Regions from separate parts of the Mus musculus genome. Here region 1 is linked to region 2. A link is a contact called in public Hi-C data. All regions are on one chromosome and are shown on one strand. Each heading gives the region's core, a stretch centred on a gene start, on an enhancer-like site or on the middle of the called end of the contact. The rest is flanking DNA. Distances are from core to core; before and after follow the strand shown.

Region 1 (4,129 bases), core at 985-3,484, 92 kb before region 2:
AACCCTGACCTAAAGTGCTTACATGCCAATGCCACAAGGACTCTAGACATGGAGGTACTTGGGTGTAAGGACTGCTTGTTATCCCTATATTTCCATGGCAAATCACTGTGTTTGACCCACTGTAGACAGTAAATGAATGTTGTTATATTCTTGTCACACGAAATGGATCAAGCAGGTGGCAAGGGGGTTGTTGCCATAGTAATTATTAGAAGCACAGGGGTTTAGTGATTTGCCGAGAGTCTCTGTTAGTGGCAGTGATGGGTCTAGAATCAGGGCTGAGAGCTTGTTCGGCCATATTCTATGAGCTGATATCTGCAGCTGCTTTGCATGGCTGTTTCTCCATAGAGCTTAGGCAGGGTCTGGACTTACATTGAAATTCAATGACTCCCAGACTGCTCTGATAGCTAAAATGAAAAGGAGGCTATATTGGCTGTGTGTCTATGGGACAATATTTGTCCCATAGACAGAACACAAGAAAGAGGCTTTGCCATCATGGTCCCGGAGTGCCACTGTGGTCTCAGAGATGAGAACTCAGCCAAGTATGCTTGGGTTTTGGAATTAGAGGTCTAAGTTCTAATTCTCGATAGAATACTCGTTAGTGGGTTCTTTACAAAATATATAATATTTCCCGAATTCCTACCTATATATCTTCAAAGTGAATATTATAATAATATTATAATATTAGTAATAGTAACAATAGTAACACATGTTTATAATTCTTTATCCATTGGTTCCCAGACCCCAAAGGCTAGAATGGCCCAAGCCCTTTGTGAGTTTGATACAAATGCTTTCCTCCACAAAGCCTAATTAATGTGCACCATCTCTGTTGCATTCATTGTGAACACACACAAACATTTTGCTGTAGAAATAACAATGTGCTCAAATATGGAGTGTGTCCTAGCCTCACAGGGTGTTAAACATAATACAGTGCTTGTGCATTGTGATGCCTTTTCTAAAATCTGGAATATTCTGCATTTTGAGACGCAGCTGGAGCCAAGCCTTTCCTATTAGGGGACCGTGGACCTTCAGATGTGCAAGCGTTTATTCCAGTGGTTTCCGGGGTACATCACCGCCAGCTGTTGGCAACTCCATTGAGGACAGTTATAAGGAAGTCAAGGCTTGTGATGGCTTTTGGCCATAGTAGAACTGTCATGTTGGTGGAGATGAAAGAGAGAATAGGGAAGAAAAGGAGGCTGCTTCCTCTCACTGTATTTCCAGAATGTTCCTTTCCAGCTCAAACAACTCAATCAGGCATGGTGGGTAAAAGGCACAAGCATCTTTGGACTAAAGACAAACTGTTCATGACAATGTTTTCAAATACCAGGCAGACTGATGTTTAAGAGAGTGTTTGTTCTAAGTAAGTTTCAAGATCCAAATTTCCCTGAGGTCATCGGATGAACTTCTCAGTGGTAGAAGAAGCTAAGCAGAGTGGGAGGACGTAGTGTTGGTGGGAATGTGTCAAAATGGCATCCTGTCTTTCCCAAGATGCTGATATTGCTCTTTGAAGGTGACCAGAGATTGGGCATCATCTGGCAGAGCTGTTACATGAAGGCTGTTGGGGGGCTTTTGAGCCTTAAGCAGGAGAGGGGAGAAGTCATTTAATCTCCTCACCGGAGATGAGAGAGAGCCTCCCATCACTCCATGCCTATAGACACAAGGAGACTCAGGAGGCTGGTTCTGAGTGGCTATCTGTGACCTCCGCTGTCTCCCCCAGGTGTCTGTGTGTCAGGAGATGGTGACAGAACTGCGCAACATCATCCTGTGCCAGGACAATATCCATCCCAGGCGGCGGCGCTCTGGAGGCCTGCCACCCCAGCCCCCGGTCCTGGAGGAGCGCCGACCCAGAGGCACAGCGACGCTCAGCAATGGCAAGCTATGTGGCGCCGGGGAGCCAGACCAGCTGGCGCAGAGACTGGCACAGGAGGCCGCCCTAGTAGCTCGAGGCTGCACGCACATCCGCGTGTGCCCAGAGTGCCGCCGCTTCCAGGGCCTGCGGGCGCGACCGTCGCCAGCGCGCAGCGAGGAGAGCCTGGAGTGGGACAAGACCACCAACAGCAGCGAGCCCGAGTAGTGGCAGCAGCGAAGGACCATGGAGCCAGGCGGGGAGGCGGGAGGGCTAACATTACAAGTTCCTTCTCTCCGGATTCAAGATTCAATGACTTTACAAAGCGATCTGAGCCTGCTGCCCCAGCAGGAGGCGGATCTCCCTGCCCTGTGGCAGAGCGGCCTATCCGAGATGAGACACTGCACCCACGTGGCAGAGACGCTGTCCCTCGTGGGCACAAGGACCCATCTCCTCCCAGAGAGCCTTTCCCTCACACTCAAATAAGTGGATTCTGGGTTGTGGGGCCCTGCCGAGAGAGCAGTCCAAGAATTGATGGTGTCATCAGTTGAATTCCCCCTAGGAAGGGGCCATTGTACCCTGGGTCTAGTTCTTACAGGAAAAAAAAATTAAACTCAACAGGGAAGTTTTCTTTTCTGAATTTGTATATTTTTGTTGATGTCCTTTTCTTTCCTCTCATGGTTTTTTTTTTTTTCTTTTTTCTTTTTCTTTCCTGTCTCTTCTGGGTTCTGTTCTAAGGCTCCCTTGTCTTGTGCTTGGGGATGGAAGTCTGACCTCTCTCTCTCTCTCTCTCTCTCTCTCTCTCTCTCTCTCTCTCTCTCTCTCCCCCTTAGGTTTTGGAGTTGCAGGTGCACTGGGTTTCAGGTGCTGACTCCCCCCCCCTCCTCCCCCCCCCCCCCCAGTGACTGGTGTTTGGTAGTCTCCCTCTGCATAGAGAGAGGGTGAAAGTCCATCAAACAAACTTTTTAAATGCAACATACAAGCAAACAAACAGGAATGTAACCTTCCTGGAGATACTTTGAAATTCCCGGGGCTCTAAGGATTAATCTGGTTTTTCTTTTTCTTTACCCTTTTCATCTCTGAAAACAGAAGGAAGAAAGAATCTTTAAAGCATGCAGAGTATTGTATAAGGAGAAGGAGATGTGTATGCGTGTGTGATTTCCCCACACCTTGGTGGTCCTGACTTCCATTGCAAGGCACTACTCAGAGAAGTGAGAGACAGGGCGCCCAACGGGTATGATAGACTCTTCAACTGGATCTGCTTTTAGCTGAAGTTGGTAGTAAGTTGCCTCTGAAGCCCTACCCACAAGGCTCTTATGTATTGGGTCACTTTTTGGTACTAGACATGAAACCTGGATGCAACTGTGTGTGTGTGTGTGTATGCGTGTGTGCATGTGTGCACACGCTCGCGTGCCTGCGTGTGTGTGTGTGCATGCATGTGTGTGTGTGTGTGCATGTGTGTGTGTGTGTGTATGCTCCTATACATGTGAGAACCTAAGCATATATGCATGTGTTTATGAAACAGACCGCAAATAGCCAACAACCTAGTTCCTGGAAGAGAGTGGAGGGTTTTAGCCCACCAGCGGCCGAAGAACTAGGAACCGGAACCATGAGTTCAGATCTCCGTGTGGTCAGTAGTTTTCCTTGTGTGACTCAGAGTGAATTGTTTGACCTCTCTGCTGCAGCCTGGGAGTCAGCAATACTTTCCTAGGGTATCTCGGACCGGACCGATCTGCCCTGCCAGTAGGAGGCTTGCAAGGTCTGATGGGAATACCCTCTCAATGGGAGGGCCAAGGCTCCCAAGGAGCCACTTGGCCTTGGTTTGGTCTCACCACTTCAGAATTCCATGAAGAGCTGTCATTTTCGGATGGAAAGCAAATTCTATGCAATTTCTGATAGTAACTTAGAAAACTCGGAGACTGGGTGGGGGTGGGGGAGGAGACAGCTGCCACCAACTCCCACCTCCTGCACCTCCACCTTGAGCTGAGCTGATTTCACGTGGCTCCTGTTCTGAATGTCCTAAAATAAAGACTTTTTTTTTTTTAAAGATGGGCTGAATCCCCTGGTGCCGCCTTTTGTGTAAGTTGGCATCCTGTCTGTGCCAGGATAGTTTGTTAGAGCTGCCACCCCGGGGCCCAAGTTGTAACCCTAATTCTTCTGGGTCCATATAAGAGATGCCCTGCTGGTCCTAAACTGACCCCTTGCTGGTAACTCTGAAGCCTTTTTTCATTTTTCTCTATAACTGCCCAGTGGCAGCAAATTTTGTGGGACACTTAAGTTTTGTTT
Region 2 (4,544 bases), core at 870-3,369:
GCAGAGCATTGCCACTAAACTTACCCTTTTCTCTTCCAGTTACATACATTGCCTCTTCCTAAGCTACTGATGAAACACACATAGCCCTGGTGCAGTTAGTGTACAGTGGAAGTATGACTCCTTAGGAAACCCGGGGTTTGTACTGAATTAGTAGGGCTTCAGTTTCCTGAAATCCACAGGTATGGCCGTTTGTTTTGGAGAAGACATTTCTCTTCCTTTGACTGGACCTGCTGCTGGCGACAGTGGTGCTCTTGAATGGTGTCCAGTTGGATTTCCTGTACCCTGACTTCAGTACTGTCTCTCCTAGGTCAGTTCCCTGAACCCTTCCTTCTCTCTGGGTTTCCTGCCTAATGTTAATTAGACATGAAGTCAGTCTTCTTCACTTAGACACGCGAGGAAAGTGACCCAGGTTGTCTCTGTAACATGTGAAGGGCCATGATGGTGGGCTGAGGGTCCCTGAGGACAGCAGAGTTGTTTTCTCCACACTGTTTGGTTGTGATTGGTCATCTTACAAATGGAACTCCTTAAGGACAATCCAGAGATCTGCGATCTGTTTACCTACCCTAGAATAAACCATTTTGGGCAGAGAAGGGAGCCATACCTCGGTGTTGTGAATGTGTCTTCTAAGAGTACAGTAATTGCCTGTGGGTGCTCAGTTACCCTTGTCATTGTCGTCTTTTGCTGGGTGGAGCCTCCTTGCTGTGGCTGCTCATGGCAAATAACTGGCCAGCATGGAATGGAGTCTCCCAACATAGGCTGTGTGTTTATTTACTTTCTGAAACAACCAGAGAAGAAAAGCCTCTGTTCTCTGTCTCTTGGCCTTTGAGCATCCCTGAGTTGGCTCTGCTGGTCAATAGGCTTCCTCTGTGCCTTGTCTCCCAGTGGCTCTTGGAGCAGTGGTGTCCTGTTTCATAGTAAGTCGAGTGTGTGCTGCAGGTGGCTGGAAAGATGTCCTCTCCTGGTGGATCATGTTTCAGTTACGGGATTCTCCTGCTTCACCAGGAGAACTTCGAGGAACTGACTCTAGATCCTAGCTGGGGTCCAGGGGACATTTTAACTTATTAACTGAGAACTTGCTATAAACCAAACGGCACTGGACTAGAAACTGGGGGTACAGGGATAAACTGCACTGGACTAGAAACTGGGGGTGCAGGGATAAACTGCGGTGTGTGAGAGGCTTGCTTTGGAGCTAAGCTGGAGACCCTTTCCTTCGCTGGGTCCTGACCTCTTGACTTCCAGAGACTAAGTTCCCAGGCCTTTCTTCCTTGCACCCCTCTTCCTGCACCTGTCCAGTTCTTACTTATAGCCATTCCTATGGCTCTAGATGCCACCTGTGTGGGGTAGCTGTAATCAGTGATTGTAATGATAAATAAACAGTAGATGTAATAATGACTGTAACTGAGGGTCAGGTCAGGGATGGATTACCCTGACCTGGTGTTTCCAGTTGTCAGCTTGACACCTCGCCTGGATGATGAAACTGTGTCTGAGATCAGACGTCCTCTCCACACACACAGTCTTCCTCCACACTCACCCCTCCCCCCTCCTCGCCCCTTCCATTCCTGCTCTGAGAATGATGGAGTCACTCAGGGTTTATTTCTCCCTGTTCTCTGTGGAGACCATCTGGGTTCTTTTTCTTTTGAAGTTAGATTTTCACAGACTCCATAGATGGCTTCAAACTTCCGTCTGCTGCGTTCTCAAGTCCCAATCTTCACACTGTCTTGCCTGTTCTGTTAATGTTACAGCAGCCAACACAAAGTCAGGTTTATATATTTCAAACAACAGAAGCAGGAACCTGCTTGCTGGTGACCAGCTGGCTCTCTGTCACCTCAGGCTCTGGCGCTCTCTCGCAGTTTGGACTGCACCAAGCAGGCTGCCTGTGTGGCTTTCTCTCTTGCTCTCACCTTATTTGAGGTTCTTCATCAGCACCCCCTAGCTAAGATGGCATACCTTGGCTCCTATTATTCCCTTAGCCCACTTTGATCTCACTTGTCTATTACTGGACTTGATTTGTATTGTGTTGTCTGTCCATTTGTATGTCAGTGTCTTCACGCCTCCCACACTTGGTACTGTCTGCTGGGTGGAACAGCAGTGTTTCCTGTTCGGGGCCTTCCTTCCTCCCCAGGATCCAGACGTTGCCTGGCAGTGTAGCACTGCTCAGTATATGACTGTGCTCATGAGGAAGCCGGTTAGGTCAGGCAAAGGGCCGCCCTATCCTAGAAAGCATTTGTGCTAGCCTGGTCAAGGTGAGGGGGTTATTCTGAATGGAAGTAGTGGAGGTAAGAGAGGAGACAGCATGGCTGTGGCACTTGCTGTTCTTTCTTACTGTGGTAGGAAATTGCTGGAAGTTTGATGGGGGGCTGTGGGGATTTCAAAGGGTGGGCTTGGGTTCTGGTTATAAGGAGGGCCTGAGAGAGACCTGGAGAGCAAATTGCTCATTGAGACTATAGGAAACAAGGCTGACTCTAGACACTGAAAGAGGATGCCTGCTTTGGGCTAAATTATAGAATTTAGTCCTGGGGAAACACATTGCGCATTTCTGCTTGTTTTTGAGTATTTACAGTCACGATCCCTCTAGGGCAACGCAACCATCTTTCAGGATGGCGGGAGCCTCCACACTTAAAGCCCAGCACATGTGTCATTACTGCTTTGCCCTTAACTGATGCCAATCACACTGCTTCTGTTTATGAGTTTCCCTTCATCTTGCCTTTGCTTTCTCTCTCCATCTCCTCTGAGAGATTGGATGTAAATTGCTTCTTTAGCGCTGAGCTAATATGTAGTCCTGTTTAATTTTAAAGAGAGAAAAAACAAAAGGAAGCAAGTTCCTCTAGGATCTCAACCTGATTGTATCTTTGGGGGTTCAGTGGCTTCTTGATTTTGAGCGCAGTGAGTGACCTAGCTGATTTGAGGTGTCCCTTTCTTGAGACCTTAAAATTTCAAACTTTATCAAACGAGTTATAAGAGCCATGGTTCCAGAGGACAGTGCCGATGGACCAGTGGACAGAGGAGTGCTGCTGTCAGAGACCAGGGGTAAAGCTTCCTTAAGCTTTGCTTTGCTTTCACTCTCCCCAAAGCTGTGTCCTGAGGGATGCTTGAGCTCTTGGGACAGCTTCTTTAGAATGTCAAGGATTAGGCGCCCAGTTCCTCGAGTGCTTGCTTAGTGTCACCAACGGCATGCTTTGTGAAGTATGGAGAGTGGCTTTTCCTGCTAGAGACTCATGGCTCTTCTTAGCTGAGTTGATTGTATCTCCTGTGATTGTGAGGCAGGGCAGCAGGCTGTATTTGGACACCACCCCAATGAAGGCCCGTTTTGTCTCCAACACTGGAGGAATCCTAGCGCACTGTGTCCCTTCCCTCATATTCCTTCCACACAGAGGACCTGCTGTTGTGAAGAGCATTCTTCGCCTGGACACAGGTCTCCTGGGGTTCTCGGCATTGCCAAGCTCCATCATCCTCTGTCAGGGTGGTGACACAGCACTGCTCACATTCATCTGGGAGTCTGATGGGAGACAAAAGGGGCTTTCTCCTCCCAGCTCCTCGGAGACCCTCTGAAATGTTAGCTTTCCCTGTGACCTGCAGGCTTTGTCATGCCAGTCACCCAGGCCTTGCTTCTGACTTCTTGCCTCTTTCTCAGCCTCGGCCCAGCAGGAGGTAGCTGCCTTCCTAATCTCTAAAGCAGATACAGAGGAGGATTTCAAAGAAGAGGCACAGTGAGGCCCCCCAAGTGCTTCTGGTCTTGGAGACACTGTCTTTCTTCTCTGAACTTTAGCCTTGGCCAGAACAAGTAGCCAGCTTTGCCTTTTTGTTGTTGTTGTCTTGTTTGTTTAATTTTTAAAAATGAAAAAAATTAATAAGAATAATAAGATACTATTTTCCTGTATTTATAGCTAATGAGTTTATTTTTCACATTATTTTATTTTAATTAAAAAGAAAGACTATTTCAGGAAAAATGGGGTGCTTAAGCCTTACCGCTTATCCTCTTTCTCACTCTAGGAGGTCACCAGAGCAAGAATACCTTTAAAGATGTGTTTTATTTTGTAACTGTGTGTGTGCGTGCACACCCAAGTGCAGGTATGTGTGCATGCACACCCAAGTGCAGGTATGTGTGCATGCACACCCAAGTGCAGGTATGTGTGCGTGCACACCCAAGTGCAGGTATGTGTGCATGCACACCCAAGTGCAGGTATGTGTGCGTGCACACCCAAGTGCAGGTGCCCGCAGAGGCCAGAGAGTTGGTCCGATCCCCCTGGAGCTGGAGTTTTGGCAGGTTTGCACTCACATCCTCTGCAAAGCTCGTAAGTATACATAACTGTTGTGCCATTGCTCCAGCTCCTCAGGTCAGAAACCTGGTGTACATAAATCTTTGGTATCTCTTTAAAATCAACAACAACATAGAAAGTAGGGCTTACACTTCTGTGTCAATGACATATCTTCCCATGGTCTTTTCAGTTTCTGTTTTGTTGGAAACAGTATTAAACTTGAATGCCAATCTTTTACACTATGGCTTACTCTTTAAAATTTACTTTATACCCAGGAGTGGTGGCATA

What was found. Hi-C and Micro-C count contacts between places; a contact is called where the count stands out from the background.
Region 1: a contact with region 2 is called in a Hi-C map of double positive thymocytes, with 2.0 times the contacts expected there. The contact joins two enhancer-like sites. A contact is called at or near these places in 6 of 484 Hi-C or Micro-C datasets (CD4 T cells, cerebral cortex, double positive thymocytes and 1 more), 3 of 115 datasets of contacts at active chromatin or transcription factors (embryonic stem cells, extraembryonic endoderm stem cells and memory CD8 T cells) and 2 of 9 other capture datasets (adipose tissue and liver).

Annotation. Positions count from the first base shown.
Region 1 is chr9:42,518,771-42,522,899 of GRCm38.p6, reverse strand. Grik4 (glutamate receptor, ionotropic, kainate 4) reads left to right here. Exons shown (of 21, transcript NM_175481.5): 21 at 1,715-2,488. The coding sequence ends at 2,071. Among named protein-coding and RNA genes, the nearest start is that of Tbcel, 49 kb to the right of the region's middle. Within about 2 kb of position 2,234, at least 77 of the 459 cell types and tissues checked have an H3K27ac peak or open chromatin away from gene starts, as enhancers often do. A contact at or near this core is called in cerebral cortex and double positive thymocytes, where this site is marked.
Region 2 is chr9:42,425,771-42,430,314 of GRCm38.p6, reverse strand. All of the region lies in intron 7 of Tbcel (tubulin folding cofactor E-like), which reads left to right. Among named protein-coding and RNA genes, the nearest start is that of Tecta, 28 kb to the right of the region's middle. Within about 2 kb of position 2,119, at least 81 of the 459 cell types and tissues checked have an H3K27ac peak or open chromatin away from gene starts, as enhancers often do. A contact at or near this core is called in cerebral cortex and double positive thymocytes, where this site is marked.